Linked DNA regions of Mus musculus: region 1 is linked to region 2. Evidence: chromatin contacts called from public HiChIP or PLAC-seq data. All regions are on one chromosome and are shown on one strand. The core of a region is the stretch at or near the end of the contact, and the rest is flanking DNA. Distances in the headings are between cores, read along the strand shown. Region 1 overlaps Gm51672 (a long non-coding RNA gene). Region 2 overlaps Cadm1 (cell adhesion molecule 1).

Region 1 (3,470 bases), core at 729-3,228, 520 kb before region 2:
TCTCCTTTAACAATAGGATTGGGAGACCAATGGGATCTGAGCAAAATTTAGAAGAGAAAAACTCCGTTCAGAGTCTTTCTTTGGATAGTTCATTCTAAAGCCATGGTGGCAGCGGAGGCGGTGGTGGCGTGTGTGTGTGTGTGTGTGTGTGTGTGTGTGTGTGTGCCTGTGTGTGTGCGTGTGTGTCCTAAATAATTACTAAGTAATGCTAATTACTAAATAATTAAATAACTTAGTAAAACATAAATGCACACAGTGATTTATATGTGTTGTTTATATATTTGTGTATAAGCAATTTAAGAATACACTAGACTACATTTTCTATTTTTCTATACATTTTAGTTCTTTTTCAATCCTCGAATTTTACGAACATACATGTTTTTCTAAGAATCACTGCTTTTGGGAGTCCTGGAATCTACGCTTTAAGAGCATTTTATCTACTTACTAATAGCACCTTTGGTTTTCTTCACAGGACTTTTTAAGACACATGGAGAAGGAAAACTCAGGTGTGCCGTCTACAGATCTTCTGAGCCCTGGGTACTATGGAGGCAATGACTCTGGGTCCCTCAGCCTCGTGGCTACACACTCCTGTGTTGAAACATGAACACCTATTTGACAGTATCTGGAGATGATTGTGTCTTGAGTGGAAACCCCTTGTGAGTGGGATTAGTACCCTCGTGAAAGAATGGGATTGTACCACAGAGCCAGGAAGCTTGCTGGTCTCCCTGCCCTGTGAGAACACAGAGAGAAAGCACTGACTATAAGGAGCCAGACAATGAATGTGGTAGCATCTATGATCTCAGACTTCTCAGGCTCCAGAACTGTGAGAAGTAAACTTCTTATTGTGTGTAAGCTTCCCAGCCTCTGGTGCTTTGTTACAGCAGCCCTAACAGGTTAAAAAAAAAAAAAAACCCAAAAACCTAAAACAAAAAGACCACTAAGATAAGAAGTGGCAGGCACTCTCAGGACTATTTCATACATTTGTGGTAAAAACAGGAAACAAAGAGATTCAGAAGTCCCTTAAGCATTCAAGCCAAGACAGAGAGAATATGGATGACTAGAGAAGAGTCCAGTCTGCCAACATCCAGCACCAACAGAAGGCTCACTTGGCACCAGCATCCTTTTCATTTTCATTTTTCCTGTCCCTCATATGAAATTCCTTCCTCCTGCTCTCTCTCCTCCTGTGAACAGAGAGAGCTTTATAACAATCAAGACCATTTCCAGGCCAAGACAACCAATTAAAAGTAACACTTCTCTAAAACTGCAAACAGTCCCCTCTCCAACGCAAACTTTTTAATCAAGGAGGCTGCCTTCCACATCCTTTCCTAATAGAGCTTGGCCTCCATCCACCAACATTAATCACTCCAAGATGGCCCGAGAACCTATGTAATGTCACCGCCTAATTCTTTTATTAAAGGTCGTTGGTCTTTGACTGAGAAGATGTGTTTTGTCTCCCATCCCCAGCCATCTGCCCCACAGTCTGAGTCTAAAGACGTCTATTCTCTCATCAAGGACAGTTGGAGACCTCTGCTGAGCCCCTTGTCTTTGAAACCTCTCTAAAGTCCCAAGACGCTTTGAAATGCAGCACATTTTGGCCAAGGCGCTTGAATGTAGCAGAAGTCTCCAAAAGACACATTCAGCTCTGGAACCTGACTTTTCCACTTTCTTTGGTAGGGGTTGGAATATGAAAACACCGCACTTTGCAAACTAGCATTTTTGGGGAAGGTATTCAATTTGCGATTGTCCCCGGGAAAGCACTATCCTGAGCTATAGCCAGGATATACAGCCAGGAACTGTTTTCTCACTGGCCAAACTTTGGAGACTGGTAAGTACAAAGGACTTTGCCGCTAAGGATCGTAAACAACGGAGTTGATGAAAGTTTGTTGAGCAATAATGTCTGACCCAGGAACACGGTGCAATACAGTTTGGAGCTACCAGGCATGTCCGGGGACGCTGGAGGGAGAAGAACGGTTCAGAGAGCAGTGGCTCCTGAGGACCGCCCAGTGGATGTTCTAATGGGTGGAGAGGAGCTTTCCACGTGACGTCCCTGAGCTGCTCATGGAATGGGACTGTGGTGGGAAGCCTCAGGCTGGACCAGTGTGCTCGGCAGAGCTTGCCAGTCAAGTGTACAAGGGACGCGTGTGCACGTGTGTGAGCGCGCCTGGGCAGGTTAGCGTGGTGTGTGGTTCGTAACAGATTCTTTGGAGCTTCTCTCTGTGCACATATCCCATGCAGTCTGCAAAGCAATGAGGCTTATTTAACATTCACTGTGGGACAAATAAGAGAAAATTAAAAGAGCAATTTTAGGAGGGAATAATTGTTTTCCATACACTATAATTACAACTGCCTGTAAATGCCGCTATCATAAACGAATCTGCCGTTTAGAGTTCTCTTAAATTCTTTCCGTAATGAACACGCTCTGAAGGCGGGAGACCTCGGCGGCGCTCCAGTTGGGGATGCTGGGCCTGCACTGACCCCTGGCGTCTGCCTTGGGCAGAGATCTCCCACCGCAGGCACAAAGCCTGGTACCCAGCTGGGCGAACTCCCTTGTCCTTTTCTGTCCTTGGCTTTACAAACATCCCGGAGACCCTTGGGACAGGAGTAAATCTTAGAATCTCTGACTTCCAAGGTCTCCTGAGGCGATTTTTATAATATTTGCGTCGACATTGTTTCTCCTCTCTGGCTCTCTTCCTCAGCAAACAGCACCTTTCAATTGCCACTCAAAAACCTAAAGGTCATTTCTGATCATCCCTTCTTTCCTACCATAGGGGTGAGCAAGCCAGGACCCCTCAGACACCGAGACTTGGTGACGGTGTGCCTCCGATGGATCTCTCCATCCATCCCGGAGAGACACCAGCCACCACCACCCTCCCTGGATAGTACACATCAGCCTCTGAGTGACTTTCTTGCTTGAGACTTAGTGTCTCCAGGGATCTTCCACTTTTTAACTTACGAAATTTATTCCTCAAGTAACCTTTGATGAACCAGAAAGACTGCTGTTAATTACTTTTAATAAGTCATGGTGTGAACTTGGCACAATCACTTGGGCAATCTTCCTCTTTGTTAGGGTTGGGGCAAGAACAGGGCTTTTCTATCTTTTCTTTTTAAGGCTTTCCATTATCAATTCCCTTAGTGCCCCGCCCTTTCCCTTTGTTTCCAGAGAAATCTCTTAGACCAAATAAACTCGATGATTAAAATAAAATTATTTCCTGCTTTTCATGAAAGACAGAGCTGACTGATAATTGGGGCATCTGGTCAGGAGAAGATAACCAACATTATCATAAAGAATGAACATAATCCCAGCCAAAGGCAGAGCAACAGTCCGATAGTTTATCTAGCCAGTGCAGTCTTATCAAGACAAAATCTAGCATCTCTGTTAGCTTTTCAAAAAATTGAGAAAAGCACATAGCTTCAGATTTCGGCTATCCTAGATCCTCTGTGATAGTCTGAAGGAAGTGACTCTTGGGGTT
Region 2 (3,503 bases), core at 481-2,980:
CACCATGCGAAGCTGCCAAACTGCCTGGAGGGTGCCAAGCACAGAATGCCCCATGCATGTCTTAGAGCAGGAAGCAGCAGTAGAGTGGACATGGATGGTCAGAGTATTTGTAGTTAGACGACTTTCTACTCCTAGAAATGGGTCAACTGTGTCAGGGCCAAGAGTTGACTCATTATTAACAATAGGAAGCGATGTGAGTCATTTAATACCACTAACTGACAATGCTGCCAGTTAAGGAGAAGTCGTTTCTACACAAAAGTAATTTCTACGCAGCAAAAGAGGGGACAATTGTCTGACCAACTGGCTGAATACTGCTCCTTCTCTCCATCTTTCAACAGATGTTAATGTCAATCTCCCTCCTCCCGCTTCCCAATTACTTAAAGGTTAGAGTCAGTCAAACAAGGCTTGTTTAAACATAAAGGAAAACAGAGTAAAAAATAAGAAAGAAAGAAAGAAAAAAAAAAAAAGAACCAACACAACAATAAAACACAGTCACAAAAGTTTAGGTTTTTGTTACTAAGTGCACTCCAAATGTTCCATTTCTCATTTTCTTCTGTCACTTCTGCCCCTGTACCTCATAAATACAGCCATGGTGATGAATTAAAAAAAAAAAAAAAAAAAAAAAAAGAATTTTTTTTCTAACTCTCAAAAAGCATGGTTAACGTTGTACATGAAAGTTGACGGTCTATACTACTTTGTGCCTCAGTACTGTTCTGATTTATATTTAAAGGCGTTTAATCAATAACTAATGTTCTCCTATTTTTAATATGTCTAAGTGGTTAGCCCTGGATTTTTTAAGTTCATTTCTATTAAATGGAATGACCAAAGTCCTTGCTTCCTAGTTCAATGGACTCTGTCCAAGAACGCCAAGAAAGACAAAGAACCCAAGCAATTGGGTGGCTCAGTCCAATGAAGCATTCACCCTCGGCCCCTGACAGCTCAATCTCAATGCTTCCTGACAGTATGAAGGATTGCTAATTTCTTGTGCTCTCACTGGTGGTTCTTAAATGCTCACCAATGAACCAAATGTTGATCAGTCAATGCCAAGGCATCAGAAACCAAACTGGCAACCCCCTGATTTATGCAGTCCAGAGGCTCAGGAGAGGATCATCTTACCTTGCGGGTTTACCATCAGATCAAACACCATAGAACTCACTGTAATTAACAGCAAAGACTATTGTGAATGCAATTTATAATGTTAAAGGTGAGAAAGCAGCTTCATTCATATATCGTAACACGTGTTGTACCACCTGACTCTTAGGGACTGTCTGATACACGTGGGATGCTTAGTTGCTATGTCCTCATGGATAGCCCAACAAGGTGGCAGTATTCCTAGCTTCTTTTTACAGGGGAGGAAACTGAAGCAATGAGTTTCCCAGCTGGCTTAATGTCACCTAGAGGGTGAGGGGTGACATATGAGGTCACTGGTAGGGAGCTACAAGCATAGCATTGGTGATGGCAGGTGGGTAGAATACATAACTTTGGATGGACATATGAGGAAGAGCTTCACTCACTAAGTGACTTGCATGTTTCCACATATTTTATCTGGAACGGAAGGATCAAAAATATGAAATGGGGTTAATAGTCTCACCTTTTAACTGACAAATGAGCAAAGAAAAATAAAATACAAGAGCAAAAATTTATACAAGAGCACAGCATGTAGGTTGTTGGGGAAGTGCCCTCAGGACTCAGCAGTTAGAGAAGCCCCTCCCTCTGGGCCTCTGCAAGTCTCTAGTCACCAGCACTCTGCAGTGCTGAGTCCCTGTTACTCATCAGAGCTGCCCAGAACTCAGTACCAGCCTTGACACCCAACATCTGCTCCGATGTAGTGACTGCATAGGTGCTGGTTCATGTCTCATGGCCTCTGTATCTTTCATTTATATGGTTATTATAGAAAACATTCTAGTAAGGAGAAAAGAGGCAATTTACAAGAGAGCAGCACATGTGATCTCTAACGTCACAGATTCGGGTCAAGAGCATCAGGAAAAACCAAAACCAAAAGCAGAACAACAACCAAAACCCATGATCCACCCCACAGCTCCACTAGCTGTCCCCATGCCTCCACTAGCTGTCCCCATGGCTCCACTAGCTGTCCCCACATCTCCAGCTGGCCTTCTGACATTTGAGATATGTATAAAAAGCTTTTCTTTGTGAGTAAACTTAAAATCTGTTACTAGACTACTGAAAAGTTTATTTTGCAACTAGACAAGTTTGCTCATTCGATATACTATATAGTCACCAAGAGCTAACACAGGGTTATATTATAACCCTTTCCTGCAGACCAACACCTCCACAGCCAAGTAACAAACCAAATCCTACTTTCCTTAGGTCACTAAACACCTATAGCCATTTTGCCAAGGTCAGGAGTGTTCAGCTTATATGCAATACTCAACATTATATGCATTTTAAAAGTAATTTAAACACAGTGACCCGACTACTAAGAGAATCTTGAAGCAAGACTCTTATTATTAAAGATGGCAGTCTGGACTTTGGTCCTATGTCCATGTACCTGCAAATGTCGATTCAAAGCCAGTGGTGGCCATGTGGAATTCCTGGTTGAGACAAAAGCTAAGTGGGATAAAACATGCATTCTGGTGGAATCCAACTCATTATGCTCTGATGGTGCCAGTCTTAATAAAACTACCTTTTCCCAACTAAGCAACAATTTTGCCCATCAGCTCTGTTGGAGCCTCAGCCTCCTAGACAGAGAGGGAAGGAAAGTAAGGGTGTCAGGGAGGTTGCTGTCCCTCCTGTCACATCACCACTCATTAAAGAGCCTTGGAAGGAAGGAGGGAGAGTCCATTTAAGGATCAACAGAACCTTTCAGAGAAAGTATATCCCCCTAATTGAAAAGCCACTCCAAGCTGTTATTTTTAGACCCCAAAATGCTGAATCATTCTTCAAACAATTTTCACAAGATCAATAAAAGAGAAGTAGTTCTCTCCCAGACCCCTTCTCCTAATCGTTGCCTCTCTGAAATATTGTCTTGCCTTTTGGCTCTTAGTTAGACTGAAGACCAAAATGCCAAAGAGAGGCAGTGACAGTGTGCTGGCTAAGTTAACGAATGGCACTCCACAAAGGGAGGAGCTGGAATCTTGAAACAAGGCTTTTCTTCTTGGGATTTTATGTTGATCTTCCAGCTCAGAAAACAAGGAGGCAGGAGGCTGGAGATACTGGATCTACAGGGATGATCCCATTACTAGTTCTTCCTATTCTAATGAAAGTTACGACAGACAGAAGGAAGAGAGGAAGGAAAGGGGGAAGAAGAAAGGACAGAAGAAAGGATGAGAGGGAAAGAAGAAAAGCAAGCTCACGTGGGACTGGCTTATTTATACTTGATCATAGGTAAATGGCCGAGAAGTGATGGAAGGGACCTAGTTTAAATTTAGAAAAACAAATAACAAAGGGGCAAAGTTCAGAAAACCAGGACAGTCCTATGAGACTGCCATGACATTGGTCCCAGAGACAGAGTATGCTGTATCCAACCAGGGAGAAATGGCAAA

The links. HiChIP or PLAC-seq counts read pairs in DNA pulled down with a chosen protein or histone mark.
Region 1: a contact with region 2 is called in an H3K4me3 HiChIP or PLAC-seq map of bone marrow-derived macrophages, with 6 times the contacts expected there. The contact joins two enhancer-like sites. A contact is called at or near these places in 2 of 484 Hi-C or Micro-C datasets (the HL-1 cell line and epidermal suprabasal cells) and 4 of 115 datasets of contacts at active chromatin or transcription factors (bone marrow-derived macrophages, embryonic basal ganglia, embryonic forebrain and 1 more).

The regions. Positions count from the first base shown.
Region 1 is chr9:48,265,834-48,269,303 of GRCm38.p6, reverse strand. Gm51672 (a long non-coding RNA gene) reads left to right here. Exons shown (of 4, transcript XR_003948154.1): 4 at 473-3,470. It also overlaps a transcript of Nxpe4 not described here. Among named protein-coding and RNA genes, the nearest start is that of Gm51672, 16 kb to the left of the region's middle. Within about 2 kb of position 1,978, at least 146 of the 459 cell types and tissues checked have an H3K27ac peak or open chromatin away from gene starts, as enhancers often do. A contact at or near this core is called in bone marrow-derived macrophages, where this site is marked.
Region 2 is chr9:47,742,503-47,746,005 of GRCm38.p6, reverse strand. All of the region lies in intron 1 of Cadm1 (cell adhesion molecule 1), which reads right to left. Among named protein-coding and RNA genes, the nearest start is that of Gm10677, 74 kb to the left of the region's middle. Within about 2 kb of position 1,730, at least 21 of the 459 cell types and tissues checked have an H3K27ac peak or open chromatin away from gene starts, as enhancers often do. A contact at or near this core is called in bone marrow-derived macrophages, where this site is marked.